Regions from separate parts of the Danio rerio genome. Here regions 1, 2 and 3 are each linked to region 4. A link is a contact called in public Hi-C and HiChIP or PLAC-seq data. All regions are on one chromosome and are shown on one strand. Each heading gives the region's core, a stretch centred on a gene start, on an enhancer-like site or on the middle of the called end of the contact. The rest is flanking DNA. Distances are from core to core; before and after follow the strand shown.

Evidence for each region. Hi-C and Micro-C count contacts between places; a contact is called where the count stands out from the background. HiChIP or PLAC-seq counts read pairs in DNA pulled down with a chosen protein or histone mark.
Region 1: a Hi-C map of hematopoietic stem cells shows a contact between it and region 4, with 4 times the contacts expected there. The contact joins the promoter of hoxb8a here to the enhancer-like site in region 4. A contact is called at or near these places in 3 of 18 Hi-C or Micro-C datasets (embryo, hematopoietic stem cells and an unstated tissue) and 1 of 4 datasets of contacts at active chromatin or transcription factors (gastrula embryo).
Region 2: an H3K4me3 HiChIP or PLAC-seq map of embryo shows a contact between it and region 4, with 2.7 times the contacts expected there. The contact joins the promoter of hoxb4a here to the enhancer-like site in region 4. A contact is called at or near these places in 5 of 18 Hi-C or Micro-C datasets (caudal fin, embryo, fibroblasts and 1 more) and 3 of 4 datasets of contacts at active chromatin or transcription factors (caudal fin, embryo and gastrula embryo).
Region 3: a Hi-C map of embryo shows a contact between it and region 4, with 2.1 times the contacts expected there. The contact joins two enhancer-like sites. A contact is called at or near these places in 2 of 18 Hi-C or Micro-C datasets (embryo and an unstated tissue).

What each region holds. Positions count from the first base shown.
Region 1 is chr3:22,425,970-22,429,097 of GRCz12tu, forward strand. hoxb8a (homeobox B8a) reads left to right here and starts at 1,872. Exons shown (of 2, transcript NM_131120.1): 1 at 1,872-2,674. The coding sequence starts at 2,251.
Region 2 is chr3:22,460,126-22,463,442 of GRCz12tu, forward strand. It overlaps hoxb4a (homeobox B4a), which reads left to right and starts at 1,465. Exons shown (of 2, transcript NM_131118.2): 1 at 1,465-1,966; 2 at 2,907-3,317. The coding sequence starts at 1,543. The coding sequence ends at 3,223. The region is part of intron 1 of hoxb3a (homeobox B3a); the gene reads left to right. It overlaps mir10c (microRNA 10c), which reads left to right and starts at 386; the gene lies at 386-480.
Region 3 is chr3:22,851,281-22,854,422 of GRCz12tu, forward strand. It overlaps copz2 (COPI coat complex subunit zeta 2), which reads left to right. Exons shown (of 10, transcript NM_131507.2): 10 at 1-1,331. Among named protein-coding and RNA genes, the nearest start is that of dre-mir-152, 16 kb to the left of the region's middle. Within about 2 kb of position 1,626, at least 44 of the 62 cell types and tissues checked have an H3K27ac peak or open chromatin away from gene starts, as enhancers often do.
Region 4 is chr3:22,665,644-22,669,048 of GRCz12tu, forward strand. No RefSeq gene overlaps it. Among named protein-coding and RNA genes, the nearest start is that of cbx1a, 130 kb to the right of the region's middle. Within about 2 kb of position 2,033, at least 19 of the 62 cell types and tissues checked have an H3K27ac peak or open chromatin away from gene starts, as enhancers often do.

The DNA.
Region 1 (3,128 bases), core at 622-3,121, 240 kb before region 4:
CTTGATATCTCTGCTCGTTTTATTGAATGTTACCAAAAAATACAGGTCTGGATTTTAGATATGATGTCTCAGTGATTGTTTTAAATACTGGTGAATTAATTCTAATTTATAATATGATTTTAATATACGTTGTAGAATCAAAACACAAAACACGCAAAACTTTGTTCAGAAAATGCTTTATTAACAAAATAAACACAATAGATTATTGAATTGCTCTGACAAAGCACAAATAAAAAGTAACTAAAATATTCATATAAATTGTATTAATAATTTCGTATAAGAATCACTATTTACAAAGATATGATATTTGTGTAATTGAAAAAAAAACTATATTCAAGAAAGTATTCACAACACAATGTCTAAAACGTTTACATGCAGTTTACTAAAGCCAAGTGCTAATCACGCTTTACACAAAGCAACATCATCATCAACACCAACAATAACAACAACTCTTTATCCTTTTAAAAAGATGCACGAGAAAGAACAAAATGCGGCTACCTCGTTAAAGATCAACCCGTAATATAAACATTAACACTGTACATAGTCAACAATGCTTAAACGGAATTTGTTACATTGAGACAAAGGTGAAGATTTTGGGTGAGATATTGCTTTCAACCGCTCTGCAGTAATTTATTACAGAAGCAAATGAAGCTGTAAAAAACATGCAGCACGTGTTTCTATATTTAAAAAGTAAAAAAGTAAACAGGCTTTAGTTCGATGTGAGCGTTTTTGTTTTGCATGTTTACTTAGATATATATTGGCATGATTTTTAAATACGAATCTAGTTTCATTACAACAATTGGACATCTGCAATTTTACCCTCACCAGAACGCACCACGCACAATGTTTAAGCTGTTATAGAAATGTAGCATCGTTTATTTATTTATTTATTTATTTATTTATTTATTTATTTATTTATTTATTTATTTATTTATTTATTTATTTATTTATGTTTATATGTTTATTAACTTTGCTATCTTTTGCCATTGGAAAATTGTATTGACGTTTTATTTCACTAATCGGATCTTCTCGGATCTAGTGTTAGATCTACTCGTGCTAAGCATTATAGCGCACTGAACTGAAAACAAAACAAAAATGACAATTAAAGAACTTACAGTCCTTGCATGGATAAAATTTGAAGTGAAGCATTTACAGCATTGGTCGTGGAACCTCATAAAAGCCTAACAGCTTTTTGATGCACTACGTCAACAACAAACAGTAGGGGCGTTTATTGCATTTTATAGTTTGTTAAACCATTTACAACCACATTTACCATTACACCTGACGCTCAGGTCCATTTCAACATCCCCCTCTTTCTGTAAATACATTAATAGAATATTGTTGTCAAAGAATTGAATACGACTCGGCCTACCTCGCTTATTTTTGACGCGCGGGCCACAGTCAGTTCGCTTATTCCTGTAAAATTGAACGTGCTTATGAGCATTGGATGTGTTTAATCTGATACCAATTAAATCGTGTACTTTTTAAAATTGGCCGTCTAGACCCTGACATTTAAAAAAGAAGGCTCGACTTCATTAGAGATTAGGAAATTAAGGACTAAATATGCATCACTTTGGGTTGTCTATGCAAAAAAAAAAAAAAAAAAAAAAATCAATCTTTCAAAAGGGTTTGGAGTAGAGAAGTTGAGGTTGGGGGAGGGGCGGAGGCTATGCACTTGATCTGATGCAAAGCGGCAGATTTCTCATTAACTTACCCGCTTGAACATATTAATGTGCATATTCTCCCCTCCTCTCTCCCCTGGCCCCCCTTCTCTCTCCTGCTCCCTCGCGCTCGCTCCCTCTTAGCTCTCTCTCACCCGCTTTCTCTTTTTCTCTCTTTTTCATTCTCTCACTCCCTTCATATCAGAATCGCGCAGAGCGGTGTCCGTGTGGGGATGCGAGAAACCATAGTGGAACGAGGATCAGACAGAAGATGCAAATGATCATCAAAACACACCGCAAAATATGAAACTACTCATTTGCAGCCGAGTAAATCATAGAAAACTGATCGGGAACTGGCACCATTCGCCGGAATTGTGATGCTGGAACTTTACAGTGGGAACATGCCAATGGAAGCTTTAGATAAGTTGTTTTAACAAAAGGTATACACACGCAAGCCGCCCAGTAATTGGAAATCAACGCTTTGCTGCAACATTGTTACCTCAGTAACTGTGAGCTACTGCGCTTATATAAAGACATTCTATCGTAATCTCTTGAACAAAATCAGTACCACCACCAACAGCAGTAAAAGATGAGCTCATATTTCGTCAACTCTCTCTTCACTAAGTACAAAAGTGGAGACACTTTACGACCAAACTATTACGAGTGCGGATTTGCTCAGGACCTAGGGACGAGACCCACCGTCGTGTATGGTCCAGGCACCGGGGCCACTTTCCAGCATGCTCCTCAAATTCAGGAGTTTTACCACCACGGCGCATCCACGCTCTCCGCTGCGCCTTACCAGCAGAGTCCATGTGCGGTAACCTGTCACGGCGAGCCGGGTAACTTCTACGGTTATGATGCTCTCCAGAGGCAAACACTTTTCGGTGCTCAAGACGCCGACTTGGTTCAGTATAGCGACTGCAAGCTCGCCACGGGGGGCATCGGCGACGAGACGGACAACACAGAACAGAGTCCGTCGCCCACACAACTGTTCCCGTGGATGCGACCTCAAGGTGAGACAGAAAAGCCAGCCAACTGCGTTGTGTGTGTTTGTTGAAGTGACAGAACATCGAGTTAGCTCCTCGAAAACATCTCTGTGAAATTTAGCTTTACAATTGCATTTCCTGTGTGCACGAGAGGAGGGGGGCAATAGCCAGTTTTATTGTTTTATGGTGTTCAAAACTTGTGAATCACTTTACAGTTTAATGACCCTGCCATACAAAGACAGGGGAGAGAGGAAGAAGGCGAGAGAAAACCCTTTTCTCTTCTTGCTCTTTCCATGTGTGAGACTTTGCCCCACAGCTGATCTCTCACTTCTCACCCAGGTCAAAGTTTTACTGCAGCCTTTAACGACTTACAGTGAGCCCCCGAGTTTATTTCACTACACAGTTTCACAAGGATTATGTCATTTACGGCTGTGCCTAATCATTTGATCCTGTGAAATAGTTTATACTGCTTTTTGACGAC
Region 2 (3,317 bases), core at 215-2,714, 210 kb before region 4:
ATATATATATATATATATATATATATATATATATATATATATATATATATATATATATTAAATATATATATATATATAAACCGTGTAAAATATTTAGACGTCTTTCTGATTGTAGGAAAATTATGTTTCAGAGCCACAAGGAAGAAAATTTCGATTTTCCTCTGTTCAGTTGAGTTTAGTTGTTATCTTGAGTAAAATGAAGAAAAAAGAATCTCCAGTGTTTACTACAAACTATTAGAAAAGTTTATAAAGGAAGCACCGATCCATTAAGTGGTGAGACAGATTGCTGATATCCTTGGAGGCAGACTGTTCCAGGTGCAACAACTTGACAATGGGAAGGCGCTGTCAAGGTGAGCTGGCTTTCTCAATACCTGTCAAGAAGAAACCTGTCATCTATATATACCCTGTAGATCCGGATTTGTGTAAACAGACGCACAGTCACAAATTCGTATCTAGGGGAGTATGTAGTTGATGTATAGGCTACATTCAACTTCAACGGGCAAAGATGACGACATTTTAACATTTGGTTTGTTATTGTAATTAATACCACGACTGAACGTTTGGTGCACGAACGAAAGTTATTTTTGTAACTAGTACATTCTTTTCAGTTGTTGTGTAAATATGAAGAACGTTTACGATGTCTTGCGTATTTTGTAAGACTTTTAATATTAAAAAATGACAAAAATGACTTTGTAGAGATTTGTAGAGGTCTGCATTGTTTAGTGATTGTTTGACTATCTTGGTTTAAACATTATCAGTGAGCAAGGAGAAATATTTGTTGCTGGTGATAATAGGGGACTGAGCACATAAATTACTATTCATTGTGAGTAGATTTGGCGTACAGGACAAACGCGCCGTTTGGAGAGAAATGACTGCAGACTATGTTTAAATGCAGAAGGTCTCCTTTGTGATTTAGGAGGCTTTGTAACCTGAATTAGTTGATGAATTTTCTATCGATCTTAAACAAGCCTAGATTCATCTCTGACACGCAGCTCACGCCACGACCATTCTCTCACCATTATTAGCGAGTGCATTTAAGAGCCTGGCCAACGCGAACTCCTTGCATCACTTTCCCTTGATACCGCTTTTCATGAACACTGGTCTAAATTTTGCAGCATTTTAGTTCGCTAAATCTTAACAGATCTTTATAGAGGTAAAGTCAATGTTCTCAATCTGCAGATGAACTGAGAGGGAATGGGGGCGTGACTTTCTATGGAGCTGGTAGAATCCAGCATGCCTTTTCGCTTTGTCCGGCGTGTTATTGTTTTGATTTTACCACTATCTCATCAAAGGCACGGTAATGTATGAAAAGTATGGCATTTTTCGCTGTTCCGAAATGCAAGTAGACGAGCACGGTCTAAACTGACTAATCCCATTTCCTTATCCGGGAATCGCGAAGATCCACGCCATTGGCTGACGATGTCACATGGACCCTTAACTTTGTTCACTTGACAGAAAGTAGGAGGGTTCTACGAAACAGGAAAACGAGTAAAGGGATACATATAAATTTTAGTATATTTTGTGTGCAATTCAAAGAAATTAATGGCCATGAGTTCCTATTTGATCAACTCCAACTATGTGGACCCTAAGTTTCCACCCTGCGAGGAATATTCCCAGAGCGACTACCTACCCAGTCACTCTCCGGACTACTACAGCGCCCAGAGGCAAGACCCCTCGTTCCAGCATGAGTCGATCTACCACCAGCGGTCGGGCTGCGCCGACCCACCCTACTCATCGTGCCAGGGTCCGGGGCAGCCTGCCGCGGTTATCTCTCCGCGAGGTCACGTTCTACCCACAACCGCACTCTCGACCCCTCTCCCTGAACCAAGCCATCATTGCGACTCGGTAACTCCAAGCCCTCCGCCAGCCTGCGGTCAGACTCCCACTAGCCAAAACACTTCAACGGTCAGCTCAAGAAAAGATCCCGTGGTATACCCCTGGATGAAAAAAGTCCACGTAAACATCGGTAAGTGCAGCTGAACTTCTTTTACTAGTGTGTTTCCGTGCACCGACAGCTCGGCCACTTTAGAGAGCCTAATGTCCGGCGTTAAATCTATTGCTCCTCTTATGAAGTTGCCCTTGGTCGAGATTTACGACCGTCTGTTTGCAGGGCAATATAATTACACCCTCCATAAATTTTTATTGCACTCCTTCTTTAAGCTCTTTCGGGGTCTATGCAACTTTCTCGTTCTAATTTCTTCCCGAGAAGAGTTTTATGAGTTATCATGTAATCCATAAGTTAAGTTTTATGTTTCAGTAATTTGATTTTAAGTGACTGGACGGGTTAATGTGTTGGCTACTTTATACTTCCACTTTACAATTGTTAGTAAAAAAAGTGCTGGTAAAGAAGTTTTATGGAGAGGTAAAATATTCACAGTTATGAGGAAGACAATAAAAGACTAATGGTAATACAAACAATCGCACTCTTTTATGAACTATTATTATACCATAATTAGCGCATGTACTAGCTGCCATGGTGTGCGTAAAAAAGGGGGCACATGTAATGTTTGCAAAATCATTAGTCGTTCGTAACCAGACATGCTGTTTCTCGTAGTATACATGCTGATCATGTATTTTTTTTAGAATTTCTTATGGAACGTGTAACATTAAATCAGCACACATTGTCCCGATCCCAAATGTTATCCTAAATAGACAATGACCTTTTTTGTTTACCATTTTGCATAATCTAATCTTTTAACAGTCGCGTATTTACTTGCAAATACATGCAGATCGTTTTCTTAATGTTCTTAAAAATATATAATACTTTATTATTGTAGCGTGTGCATCTAATTTGAATTTAAGAATATCTAGCTTCTTCAATGTGTGGGGCTGTGTGTGTGTGGGTATATGTGTGTGTCTGTTTGTGTTATACGTTCTGTAACGTGTCGCTTTTTCTATCCCAACAGTGAGCCCGAACTATTCAGGGGGTGAACCAAAGCGCTCGCGCACAGCGTACACGAGGCAGCAAGTCCTGGAATTGGAGAAAGAGTTCCATTACAACCGCTATCTGACCCGCAGAAGAAGGGTGGAAATCGCCCATACACTATGCCTATCTGAACGACAAATTAAGATTTGGTTTCAGAACCGGCGCATGAAGTGGAAGAAGGACCATAAGCTTCCGAACACCAAAATACGCAGTAACTCTGCAAGCACTAATTCAAGCGGCTGCCCGACATTGTGCAGCAATCAGAGCCGAGCAAGCGGACCTCCGCCAAGTCTATAGCCCTCCACTGATGACCAAGCACGTACAATTATAAAAGAAACATTTTCTGGAGTGTAGAACGTGGATTTTACCCGCGTTGTGTCTCCCTACTCTC
Region 3 (3,142 bases), core at 376-2,875, 190 kb after region 4:
ACTAACAGCTACACATATGCTTGAATTTGTCCAAAGAAGTTGCAATTTCGTTGTTTCTAAACATTTGCAAATATTGATAGGCCTACAGCTGTGGTGTTTGGAGGTTATAAGTTTATTAAGCATTGGGTTGTGATTTTTTTTATGATCACAAATATGATTGTATAAACCTCTTGTTTAATCCTTTGTCATTTTGTTATAAGTCAACATTGCTTTTACCTTTTGTCAAAAATGTTATACACAAATCAGAGTTCTGCCTACAACCTTAATATTAGCAATTTTTCTTAAAATGAGAAACAGGCAATATTAAAAATTTACTAGAAGCATTATTATTATTATTATTATTATTATTATTATTATTATTATTATTATTATTATTATTATTATCATCATCATCATCATCATCATCATGGCGATGCAGTGGCCCAGTAGGTAGTGCTGTCGTCTCACAGTAAGAAGGTCGCTGGGTCGAACCTCGTCTCAGTTGGCGTTTCTGTGTGGAGTTTGCATGTTCTCCCTGCGTTCGCCTGGGTTTCCTTCGGGTGCTCCAGGTTCCCCACAGTCCAAAGACATGCGGTACAGGTGAATTGGGTAGGCTAAATTGCGTGCGTGTGTGTGTGTGTGTGTGTGTGTGTGTGTGTGTGTGTGTGTGTGTGTGTGTGTGTGTGTGTGTGTGGGTGTGTGTGTGTGTGTGTGGGGGTTTGTGTGTGGATGTTTCCCAGAGATGGGTTGCGACTGGAAGGGCATCCGCTGCGTAAAAACGTGCTGGATAAGTTGGCGGTTCATTCCGCTGTCGCGACCCCGGATTATTAAAGGGACTTAAGACAAGAAAATGAATGAATTATTATTAGCTATATACTCCATTGTAATATTTAAGGCAACACTGTAAAAAATATATGATCAATTAGTCCTGACAGCAAATGTTTTTAGTTTGTTCTAACTTATTAAACTAAGTTAATCATGTTCTAACTAAATTTTATACGTTACGCAAGCTGTTTAGGTCAGTTTAACATAATACAAGTTCAAACTCACACGGTTAATTTGATTCAACTTAAAAATTAAGGCAACTAGGGCGTTTTTCAGTGAAAACACTAGCCTACGTGTAATACAGTTATGAAAAAATTAAAGTATATGGCATTTTAAGTAAAATAAAAGTCTTTGGCGATACAAACTGACAAAACATTTGCATAAAAACAAGAATATTTGCTAGAATTTTCTCTAGTGAAATAAACTATTTATATGCCCTGGATTTGTTTATTTTCTTTAAACCATGGTTTCTGGAAACTTATTGTGAACGAAAGTGTTATTACAAACTAATAAATGTGTTTTATAGCATTTGTTTGGTCCTTTGTGTCTATTTGAGTTTGTACTACAAGCCCGACAGCTTTGCTGCTTGTTTTAGAATTAAAGGGGCCGACGTGTTGACCTTCGGCCGACGTCGGCCCAACGTATGTGTGCTGTCTGGGTATTGGTGAGAGAATAGTTACTGTGAACCAATCATATTGTTCCCTCATTAATATTCTGCATAGATTTTCATATATTTAGTGTTAATCTCGAGAGGGTGTGGCTAGGTCTGTCATTGGTCACTGAGGGCCAATGACATTTTCAAAGCCGAGTCTCCACCTCCATGACCAAATGAATGGGCGTCTACTGTTGAGTCTTCAAAAAGTGATTGGTCACAATCCATAAAGGTGGGTGGAGACTTATAAAATATGGTTTTAAACAGGAGCGTTCAGTAGCCAATCATATTTAACTCTTTCTGTTCGGAATTCATCAATACAGACAGTCGGTGCCTGTCGAAGCAGATCTGCACTGATTATTTATCCAGATCAAGTAGAACTAGTTGTATTTATTTAAAGTCTTGTAATAGATATATGGGTTATTTTCTGTTTAAAACAAGCTACAGACAAGGTTAATAGTTATTATAGTTTTAATAGCAACCGACTAACATTAATCAAATAGTCGTTTTAATTGGGCTACATTTTGTACATTTAAATTTTCAAAGAGGGCATTTCATTTTTTTCTTTTTTGAAATTTTAGAATATACAAGAGCGACACTGTAACAAATAAATTACAATTATTTAGTCAAGAGCGACACTTTAACAAATATCTGACAAATTATTAAGTCAAGTAGAGCGACACTGTAACAAATATCTGTCAACGAACAGTTTTAGAGTCAACAAGAGCTACACTGTTACAACAAAGTAACACTTTTCTTAAAAGTTACATTTTCGAACTTTTCAATGTTAAAAGTTGCTGAAAGAAAGCTAAAGCTCACATAATGCAATTCAAAAGCATAAATAAATGGAGAAAAACAGGAATCTTAAAATACGCAAAACTGCTAATTTAAGAATATTTTAAAGTGTAGGCTTTACGATTAAAATAATAACGAATAATGATTTAGCCGATACATTAGGCTATACTGATTACAAGTTTGATACCGTTAACAATTTACAAAATCAGTATTTTTAACATCATTGTTTATATAGTAGTTAACCACCTATTCTGTAATATGTGGCAATACGTGGTGTAATGATAAAGGTGATGAATAGGCCTATAGCTTAATAATAGCCTAGCTGATAATTAGTAAAGGGAAAATAATTTCCAAATTAAAGAAAAAAATAAAATGAATTAAAGTTGGTTGTGTTGAAAAAAAATTGTTGGAGCATATAGCATTGAATTATTTGAGGTGAAATCGCTGGGGAAGCAGTAGATTCCTGCTTGTTTATATAATAATTTCATTATTTAAAAAATGGGTAAAGTGCATGCGGTGTTAGAAAAAAACCAAAACAAATATGCAAAAAAAATTGTGGCATGGTAATCATCTGTTTATAAGCATAATGCTTTAAACGGAGGAAATTAAATTAATCATAATAAGCCTATTTCCAATCGCATATATATATATATATATATATATATATATATATATATATATATATATATATATATATATATATATATATATATATATATATATAAAGACAATAAAGATACTAAATTATGTTAGACTATTATCTCAGAAATATCTTCATAGGCAGATCTATGTTTCTATAGGCTATGAGTTTGAAGCTTCCACATAGTGGATGTCATGACCGTTTTATTTTTATAACGTCGTTTTATTTTTGTATTTATTTCGGCTACAAAC
Region 4 (3,405 bases), core at 783-3,282:
TTCCTCTGGGTGCTCCGGTTTCCTCCACAGTCCAAAAGACATGTGCTATGGGTGAATTGAATAAACTAAATTGGCCATAGTGTACGAGTGTGAATGAGTGTGTATGGATGCTACCCAGTATGGATGCTTCCCAGTACTGGAAGGGCATCCGCTGTGTAAAATATGTTCATGTTCCACTGTGGTGACCCCTGAAGAATAAAGGGACTATGCTGAAGTAAAATGAATGAATGAATGATTTATAAAATCACAAGTATATGTTTTGTGGGTGGCTTTCATTGCAGTACAAAGACACAAAACATATTTAGAGCTTCATATTAAGGGGAAATAATGCCCCAGCTGAGGTTTTAAGACAATTACAATAAATAGTGGCAACTACAAAAAAGTGGAAAACTCCAGGAATAATGTAATGTAAATTAATCTGCAAGAGTTTAGACTTCAAAACACCCTACATTACTGAAAATCAAGCAGATATACTGATCCTAATTCTGACAGACTGATTCTGATATACAGATATTCTAATTCTTATTATAGTTGTCTTTTTCTTCACTTTCCTCTACTTACACCATTAGTATTTATTTTCAGCTCTCTGCTCTGAGGTACTCAATCCAATTTTGGATCCAATAGCATAAACGTGCCTACTAAAAGTTGACAAAGATTTGATTGGTCTAATTTAGATTAATATATACATGCAATAAATAAATATTACAAACATAAATAAACATTCATAAACTAAATACAGCTATATGACAAATTCAAACATTTAAAATTACTCAAATAAAAGAGATAGAATTGCAAATGAAGGATATAAAATCAAGTTTGTGATGTCAGTGTAAAAAAAGTTTCAAACAAGAGAAAATCTCAATTGAAAGATATCAAGTTAAAAAAATAATGAGTAGTACAGTTGCAGCAGAGTTAAAAATTCAGAAGGGTGGAACCTTGTTTTGACGTGTAATTTTTGTAAATCACTCCAGATTGATAAATACATGTACAAGTATATGTTTTTGGGTGCTTGTCAGGGTAGTATAAATATACAAGACATATTTTAGTGCTGCATAAATGGCATAATTGAGACTGTAATACAGTTACAAGGAATAATAGCAACTTCAAAAGACACAATCACAATTACAGGAAAATTATTTTATTACGTAAATAAATCTGCAAAAGATTGCAAATGTTTAGGTAAATCCACTTGTGTTGCCATTCCATGTGAATAAGTGATTAATGTGTTTTATAGTACAGGACGCTTCAGATACGAGAGAGCACGTGATCAGAGCTCAGAAGACTGTATGAGAAGATGAAGTGATGTCAAAATCATTACAGCATGGTGGAAGTAATTTCTTTTAGCACTTTCAACTTTTAAATGCATTTTTTTGTTGTTGTTGCATTAGCTCAAAAATAGCCTTATGAACAAAAAAACAACAACTTTAGTTTTCATTGAGACTTTAAAAATTCATGGCAGAAAAGAAAATCTAACATTGCAAGAAAAAACTGCAATAAGTAATAACAATAGCAGAAATTCTGTGAGAAAAAAAACAATTGTGCAAAATTATTGCAACTAATGTGAAAATACAAATCACACACACAAAAAACTGCAAACTACTAATATTGAATCAAATAAAAAGTCACAATTCTGAGGTCAAAATGTTGCTAATAAATCTGCAAGTAAAGTAAGACGGTACAGCTGAGAAAGATAAATGATTAGCTAAATTAATTTATTTCATATAAACCCGTGTAGGAACTCTACGTAAACTTGCACTACAAAAGGAAAACCTGCAACTTGACATGCTTTTACAAGTCTATACTTCATGTATTTCTGATCGTTGAAAGGTTTGAAACTCAGCCAACAACTCTAATCTCTCTCTTTTATTTATCAAGACACAAAGAGCTGTGTGTTTGTTTACGGCTATGTGTGTCAAAACTCCTGTAACATTCCAAGCGAGGTCACGGCTGGGTTAAGGAGGGGTCAGAGGTTCTCCGTGAGTGTGTGTGTGTGTGTGTGTGTGTGTGTGTGTGTGTTCAGCAGAAGAATGTCAGAGGCCCACTGGCCATCAGTCTGCTGGGGAAGGAGGGACAGACTGGAGGGGAGCGGAGGTGAAGGATGGGAGTTTGGGGTGAAGGGGAGGTGAGGGGGCACTCAGGGAAGGTCAAACGGCGGTCAAATACAAAACACACTCACAGTCGAACCAGTCGGTCCAGCTCGCCCTACATTCCAACTTACCAGATGACCATTTCCTTTTCACTCACACACTCACACACAGAGCTAGAGGCTATTTTTAGTGTTCTTACAGAAAGAAAACTAGGGAATGTGGGTGGCAAATCCCACGGTGCCCTTCAGCCCCCCTCTGCCTCGCCCTGTACAATGGCAGAGCCTGAATCCCCATGAATGAATGAACACAACATGCAACCCGCATCCTAAACTGGTATCAATGCACAAAGCGTGGTCTTCTCTTCCAGACTGGCACATAGCAGAAGACCCCCACTGTCCTTAACACCCCCAGCCACACATAATCTGACCCCCGTCCAGCCCTGATGGCTAAAAAATGAGACCGACCTTTGAACTGAAGTCGCTCTCTCTCTCTGTGGGCGCAGATGACAGACCACAAATCAGACTCGTCGTGCAAAGCATGTGGAGATTTCACTTCATAGAGCTGTGTTAATCTGCTTTAAGTGTACCTGAATAACACCTCAATTATTAATTAGTTAACACAGTTAATAATGTCTTGTAGAATCTACAGTAACTCTCTAGCAGCAGTTCACCAGTAACTTACTGTAAATTGTTTACAGCTAAAATACTGCATTTATGTTTAAAATACTTTTTATCTTGATGTATAACAGTTGACGTCATAATTATTAGCCCCCCTTTAAATGTTCTTTTCTTTTTCAAATATTTCCCAAATGATGCTTAACAAAGAAATTTCCACAGTATGTCTGATAATATTTTTTCTTCTGGAGAACATCTTATTTGTTTTATTTCGGATAGAATAAACACAGCTTTACATTTTTTTAAAATCATTTAAGGTCAAAATTATTAGCCCCTTTAAGCTACATTTTTTTCGATTGTGTGAACAAACCATCGTTATACAATAACTTGCCTAATTACCCTAACCTGCCTAGTTAACCTAATTAACCTAGTTAAGCCTTTAAATGTCACTTTAAGCTTTAAAGAAATGTCTTGAAAAATATCTAGTCAAATATTATTTACTGTCATCATGGCAAAGATCAAATAAATCAGTTATTAGAAATGAGTTAAAACTATTATGTTTCGAAATCTGTTTTAAAAAATGTATTCTAGGCTAAAAAGTCTGACTTTAACTATGAATTTAAGTGTTATTTATCTTTACAGTATAGTACACAGTCATTTTTACAGTGCAACTTTAAAATACAGAAACATCCTGCATATCTGTC